Linked DNA regions of Callithrix jacchus: region 1 is linked to region 2. Evidence: chromatin contacts called from public Hi-C data. All regions are on one chromosome and are shown on one strand. Each heading gives the region's core, a stretch centred on a gene start, on an enhancer-like site or on the middle of the called end of the contact. The rest is flanking DNA. Distances are from core to core; before and after follow the strand shown. Region 1 holds the start of ENOX2 (ecto-NOX disulfide-thiol exchanger 2). Region 2 holds the start of RBMX2 (RNA binding motif protein X-linked 2).

The links. Hi-C and Micro-C count contacts between places; a contact is called where the count stands out from the background.
Region 1: a contact with region 2 is called in a Hi-C map of skeletal muscle, with 5 times the contacts expected there. The contact joins the promoter of ENOX2 here to the promoter of RBMX2 in region 2. A contact is called at or near these places in 2 of 3 Hi-C or Micro-C datasets (both in skeletal muscle).

What each region holds. Positions count from the first base shown.
Region 1 is chrX:126,566,905-126,570,453 of calJac240_pri, forward strand. It overlaps ENOX2 (ecto-NOX disulfide-thiol exchanger 2), which reads right to left and starts at 1,265. Exons shown (of 14, transcript XM_078363075.1): 1 at 1,082-1,265.
Region 2 is chrX:126,042,560-126,046,100 of calJac240_pri, forward strand. RBMX2 (RNA binding motif protein X-linked 2) reads left to right here and starts at 2,277. Exons shown (of 6, transcript XM_002763259.6): 1 at 2,277-2,341; 2 at 2,553-2,668. The coding sequence starts at 2,277.

The sequences.
Region 1 (3,549 bases), core at 15-2,514, 520 kb after region 2:
TCCCTCTTCTGTCCACCCTTCTCAAACTCCAATCTCAGTATCAGGAAGCATTTTCTCTCTCCTCTTTGACCACTTCAAATCCCCTGTACTCCGCTGAAGCCCAAATTAAAATTCATCTCCTTCACAAAGTCTGAAAGCTGGATGAGGGCTTCAGCACTTCCTGGATTAGGCTTGAACTTCCATGGATTAACTCACCACCCCCATCAGTATGCTCTTCCACTAACCCCTTTAGCATTTTTTGCACGCGTTTGTAATAATACAATGATTAATACAGTCTGTTTCACACGATCTCCTTTATTCTGTAGTTGGTGTGCCCCCTAAATGTTTGTCAACATTAATGCTATCAGTCTTTGCTGGAAACCCCTAAAGCACTGTGTTTTGATAACCAGTCGAACTTGCTTTTTACTCTCACCAGAACCCTGTACTGAACCTTAAACACACATCTCAAAAGCAAGATTCCTTCCCTCTTTTGCTTCCCATCCCTTCTAGAAATTCAGGAGAAACCCTTCTCACTCCAAAGACGTGGTGGGGTAAGTGGCAGGTGGCTGAGGAGCCGGTAGAGATGGCGATCAATTAAGGAGGCAAAAAGAGAAAGTTTGAAAAAAAAAGTCACGCCCTGGGCGTGGCAAGGAATTTTCACGCCCCAGAGGAAATGGGGAATGTAGCGTAGGGAGGGTTGTGTGCCCAAACCTGAAATACAAATTGAGGGAAAAGAGGAGACATCGTCCAACTCCTGCAGTATGAATTAGAGTCCAGATACCACCTAGGCAAAACCCTGGACGCGAACCCTAACCAGACCTCTGAGGAGGCGCAGCCGGGCAGCGTTGTGAAAGAAAAAGAGCGGGCGAGTTGGACCAAAAAAAAAAAAACCAAAGAGAGAGCGCTCCCAGGCTCAAGGGAACAAGCGCCTAGAGCTCAGAAGCCCACCCCCACTCCCACTCCCGACACCCCCTCCCCGGCAGAGGCGGAGCTGGGCGGAGTTAGGCGCTGAGGACCGCGGCCCCGGAAGCACCCTCCTCCCTAGGCCCCCTCAGTCCCACAGTCCCCAGCCAAGGCCACTCGGGCTTTCTGCCTCTCTGACCTCCAGCTCCCCGGCTACCGAAGCGCTAGTCCTTATACAGCCGCGGAAAATCGGGCCAACGCCGCAGCTCCTGGGCGCGTAGTGCCCTCGCGGGGCCCCACGCCGCGCCACTCTCTTCCGAAATGCCCGCCTCGCACTACCAGGCCTAGGCCCAGCATTCCGTCCCAAGGATGGACTCTCACCCACCCGGTGCCCACTGCGGCGTCTCCTATTGGCTACTAGTCACCAGGGAAGCCGGAGGCCCGAACCCATGGCTTCATGGGAAATGTATTTTGAGGTAGCTGGAGGCTGTTCTTCCTGGAGGGAATGCCATGTTGACATTGGCGGAGAGACACAAGTGAAGACCGAGGATTGTGGGAGATGGAGTCATGACACTTATTTCTCTATACGCGCAATTCTTCCCCTCCTTTTCCGATTGTCCCCAGCGTTCAGACGGGAAGGGTATTCTGGGTATTGCAGTTTGGAGTGCACCGTCTTAGAGAATCAGTCTTGGGGTTATGGGTTTGTGTTTGTAGGGACAGACGAAGGCTCTAGATTTATTTTCATATCGGTTAAGCTTTAGCATTTTGCAGGAAGCACTTTCGTGATTCGAAATTGTTACTGAGTTTTAAGTGTTCTTCAAAAGATGGTGTTTATTATTCGATAAACTTAAAATTTTAATTGAGAGTTACAGTCTGTTGAAATTGTTCCAGGTGTGTTCTGTGTGAACCACCTGCATTAAAATCACTTGAAACGTATGGAAGAATGTATACTTTTTCTAACTGGGAATTATGTTTTCCCTAGAAACAGCGTCATAAATAGGCATAGAAATGTGATCTAAACCAGCCCGGAAGAAGAAGCCTATTTAATCCATAATGAAGCTATGTTGTTGCCATGAAAAACATAGCTGCTATAATGCCACATAAACTGCTATAATGTAACAGTTTAGAAGAGATAGATAATACAACTTGAGTAAAAACAAGTAACTATATGTCTTTAAGAAACTTTATCTTTTGAGTGAAAATATGTTACAAGAGCTGGATAAAGGCAGGTGGGGAATGCCAAGCACTTTCAAGTGATTTAAAAATTGAGGAAAATGGTTGTTTATTAGGGCTAATTTCACTTCTAACTTTTGACTTTTTTTTTCTCTGTTAGAGATGAATTCTTATAGCTTGATGGATCATTACAGTTGAATCACTGCAACTTTTCTGATAAGGCCAACTTTCGGACTCATGAATAAAATGAAGGGAAAGACAGAGGAATTGCATTTTGCTAAGGTAATTGCCCAAGGTTTTAAAAAGATAAGTGAAGGAGGAAGGCGATTTAATAGATTGGTGCATACAGCTTTGTGCAAGGCTCTGGGCTAGGCACTGTTGCCACAGAATCAGAAAAATAGTCCCTGCCCTCAGGTAGCTCACAATCTAGGTGAGGGGAGTTGTAGTGGAGGAGAATCTGGAGGAAAGAATAGATGGGTATACAATGTGCAAAATGCTCTAAATAAGTCTGCATAGGCTTCTACAAGAATATAGAGGAGGAAGAACTCATTCTGCTTCTGGAGAACTGGTTGAAGAACCAGTAAAATATTTGTCAGATTTAGGGCTGGGTGGTGAACCATATTCTATACAAAGCATATGCAAAGGCATAAAGACATAAAAAAAGTGCAGGAACAACAACAGAAGCTCCATATTGCAAAGACTAGATTAGGCAGCATCAGTTAGTTCAGAGTTTAACTTGAAAGTGGGAGAGAACCATCAGAGGAGTTTTTGTGCTTATATAGTGTTTATTTTTTAAAGCATATACACATAGAACATACTGGGAACACATATGCTGGGATATTATGGGGAATCATTCTGGAGGGTTGGTAATTGCTAAATTATGTTTTAATAATTTTTATACTTTTAAATTCCCCCAATAAAATAATTTTTTAAAAAAATTGATTGGGTGCAGGGGCTCATGCCTGTAACCCTAGCACTTTGGAACACCAAGTTGGTAGGATTGCCCAGGAGTTTGAGACCAGCTTGGGCAACATAATGAGACCTTGTCTCTATGAAAAATCGGGAAAATTAGCCAGACATGGTGGTGCATGCCTGTAGTCCCAGCTACTCAGGAAGCTGAGGCAGGAGGATCCCTTGAACTCAGGAAGTTAGGGCTGCAGTGAGCTGATATCATACCACTACACTCAAACCTGGGTGACAGAGAAAGACCCCCTGTCTCTCAAAAAAAAAAAAAAAAAAAGAGAAAAATATCGCCTTCTTTCAGCCATAAAAAGACTGAAATAAGGCATTTTCAGTATTATGGGCACCAGTAAAACATTTTGTGAATCAAATGCAGAAGCTCTTTTCTCAGCTTTGTCTCCTTTCTTCTTTTTTCCTTGACTGTTTACTTTCATTCGATCATTGATTTCAAAGTATTTGCAGAGCATCTACTATGTTCCGTACACTATGCCAGGTTTTGGGCTTTAATAGTGAGTTAAAACATGGGTTCCTGTT
Region 2 (3,541 bases), core at 1,027-3,526:
GTCCTCTGCATCCCCATCTCTTTTCAATTCAGACTTATGGGAATCTCTAGGCATCATCTTACCTACCAATTCCTGCCAATTGCAAGTACATCTATGGAGAATCTGACTTCCTTGCTTCGTTATTTACTTCAGGATCTCCTAGGGTGATCAACCATCCTTGTTTGCTCTGGGGTTGCCAGTTTTAGCTCTGAAAGTCAGAAGTCTCAGGAACCTCTCAGTTCCAGGCAAACTGGGGCAATATTCAGCTCTCTTGCCTTCAGAATACCCTTGCTGAACTTAACAGCTCCATAGTAATAATAGCCTTCTCATGTTCTCCATCTAAATTGGCCTTATTCTACTCTTTTGCTCCAGCTTCTCTCTGAACACTGATGACTGATCCCCAGGTGTAGTCTCAACTCTTTCATTTCACATCCATTTGAAGAAGTCAGCAAGATAATGCTGCATGCTAGTTTACCACTCTGCAGTGGCTACTTCAACCCACAACTAAGCAACCTGAGATTCCAAGGAGCAGATAAACCCTATATGCAATCTGTCACTGTTTAGCTTTCATTGCCAGGATAATTTTACAAAGTTAATGAATAGCTGGGTTGGAATGGGGAAAGGGGAACAGACATAGCATGAATGAGGAGAAACTGTCATTGGTGGGCAGCCTCTGTTCTCCTTCTTGGCAGGACACTGGTTACATGGTGAGCCACTTGAGGGTATAGTTGTCATCATCACCAGAATGCATTTTATGAAGGACCTAATAGCTGGTGCTCTGAGCTAGGCCACACAGCTCTGGACCTTCACTTTTAGAACATCATTGTCCAAGAGCAGGTATTGATGTGGACACGTGCAAGATGGATTCAAATTGTCAATATGGGTTAAATCACATATGTCAACCATCTCTTCTACTGGTTTCTAGATATTTGTGGTTGAAATCTATCAAGCAAATATATCTTGTGCCCTTAATTATAATACTAGCTCCTTGAGGGTAGAGGGCCCACCCTGATACTCCTGTCTACAGACCTTAGCTGTGCAGGACAAATCTAGATGTTCAGTAAGGACTGATTAAATTAACCTGACCTGATGGGTGGAGGTAGAGTACCTTTCAAGTTAATTAATTCCTTTGAGCCTCATTTCTTCCTCTACAAAATAAGGGTAGAAATTTCTTTTTCTTTCTTTTCTTTTTGAATGGAGTCTCGCTCTATCATCAGGCTGGAGTGCAGTGGTGTGATCTTGGCTACTGCCTCTCAGGGTTAAGTCATTCTCCTGACTCAGCCTCCTGAGTATCTGGGATTACAAGCATGTGCCACCATGTTTGGCTAATTTTTCTATTTTTAATAGAGACAGAGTTTCACCATGTTGGCTGGGCTGGTCTTGAACTCCTGACCTCAGGTAATCCGCCCACCCCAGCCTCCCAAAGTGCTGAGTTGACAGGCATGAGCCACCATGACTGGCCCCCCTTTTTCCCCTTTATTTTCGAGACAGGGTCTTGCTATGTGGCCCAGGCTGGTTTTGAACTCCTGAGTTCAAGCAATACTCCTGCTTTGGCCTCCCAAAGTGCTGGGATTACAGGCATGAGCTACTGTGCCTGACCAGGGGATTGTAATTTTATCTGCTTCATTGGGTTGTTGTGAGGGTGGAGAGACAATACATGTAAACTGCCTAGCACATACTCTTGCATCGTATAGTATGTCATCTGTTCAATTGTTAGCTATTAATTTAACAATATTAATTTCTGCCTCCTCCTCAACTAGGAGAGTCGATGGAAAAGAGTGAGTGCAGTGGCTCTCGTGCAAATCTGTAGGCATTCACTTCAGCCTCTAGAGGCACACTGGTATGTTGCCTGTGTTTTGGGATAAGAACAACAGAAGATTTACCCTTTCGCTTATCTTCTTCACTTTTCTGCCATGACAGGGACGCTTTGATGGGGCTGTGTGTGAGCAACTGACCAGGAGCGAAGGTCCAAGTGGGACTCTGGACTGAGAGCGGGGGCTGAGACTGAAGTTGCCACATCAGACTGCTTGTTCCGTTCACTCAGAAAATATTTATAGCTAATCTAACCAGCTTTAGACACCGTTCAAGTGCTGGGGGTCCTGCAACAACCCAGGCTCGTTCCTTTACTCCATTTCACAGAAAAGAAAAATCGAAAAACTAGAGAAAATCATCTCTTCCAGAAGTAATCGCACAGGGCACGGAAGGCTGCTAGTGCGCAGGCGCCACGACCTCGGTACGCCCTAGCTCTTCCGGCGCGAGGTCAACGACTCAACCGGCAACCGGAGCCGGGGTCGCGCATGCGCCGCGCTGCCTCATCCGGGCGCCGATACCTGAATGCTGAGCGCGAGCTAGCGGAGATGAAGTAAGGCGTTAGCTTCCTTTTGAGGAAGGAGCAGCGAGTCGCCGGGGGTGGTCCGCTGGGGCTGGGGTGGTAGAGAGTCTGCGGTGTACAGAGGCGGGAGAGGCTCTGTGACTAGAACAGTTCGTCCCCTAGTTTTGCTCTCTCTCAGCTCCTGCCCAGTCGCACTTACTTGTCTGCTTTCCTCCTCCCTCCACATCCCCCCACCTTGCAGCCCTTTAACTAAGGTGAAGCTGATCAACGAGCTGAATGAACGAGAGGTCCAGCTTGGGGTGGCCGATAAGGTGTCCTGGCACTCCGAGTACAAGGACAGCGCCTGGATCTTCCTGGGTGAGGTGCACATCTTTCTCCCGCAGTGCTCCCAAGATTCTCCTACTCGGTTTCCGACGATTTCAGCGTTCCGACCCTTCACTCCTGCCTACATTCATCGCCCACCTTTATATCCATCTGCTGTCTGCCCGGGAATCCATGTTCCATCTCTTTTCTCCCCTATTTTTAGTTTTCTTTCCCTGCCAAATCATGAGAGTTACTGTTTGCCATTTGCTGTGCTAAGGCTCAGGGACTGTTGTTATTTCTCTCACCCCTGACCCATTATACAGCTGAGGAAATTGGGGTGCAGAGAAGTTAAGGGAATTCATTAAGGTCACATAGCTAGTAAGCACAACAAGCAGAACTATAGTATTCTAGAAATCATGGTCTTAGCTACACACCCACATTGCTACCACCACCCTCTCTCATTCCCCTTCCCTTCCTGAATTCACTTTTCTCCTCTAATTAGCTGCTGTCTTCTGTCCATGGCCACATTACCACTCCTGTATTCACTTTGTGTCACAACCAGTAATTGTACAGTTTGACGTTTCAAAGAGGTTATTGTACCAAACATTGTGCTAAGCACTTTATATGCGTCGTTTTATTTAATTCTTATAACAATCCTGTGAGTTATGTGCTAATATCCTCATCTTACAGATGAGGAAAGAAACATTTGGAGGGGAAATTATTTCCTAGGAAATGCTTAACAGTGTCTTTATAACGTTTGTCTATATTTAGGTGGGATTAACCATGACATATGTAGACTGATTTTGTATCATAGCTGTAAATTTGTGGATAATGAGCAGATGAATTCAGCATGTTTGTGGAAGCAGAGGTTTGTGATGGAAACTATCTGCTTTGTCCATAGTATTTGGGGTGCCAGGAGGACTGAGT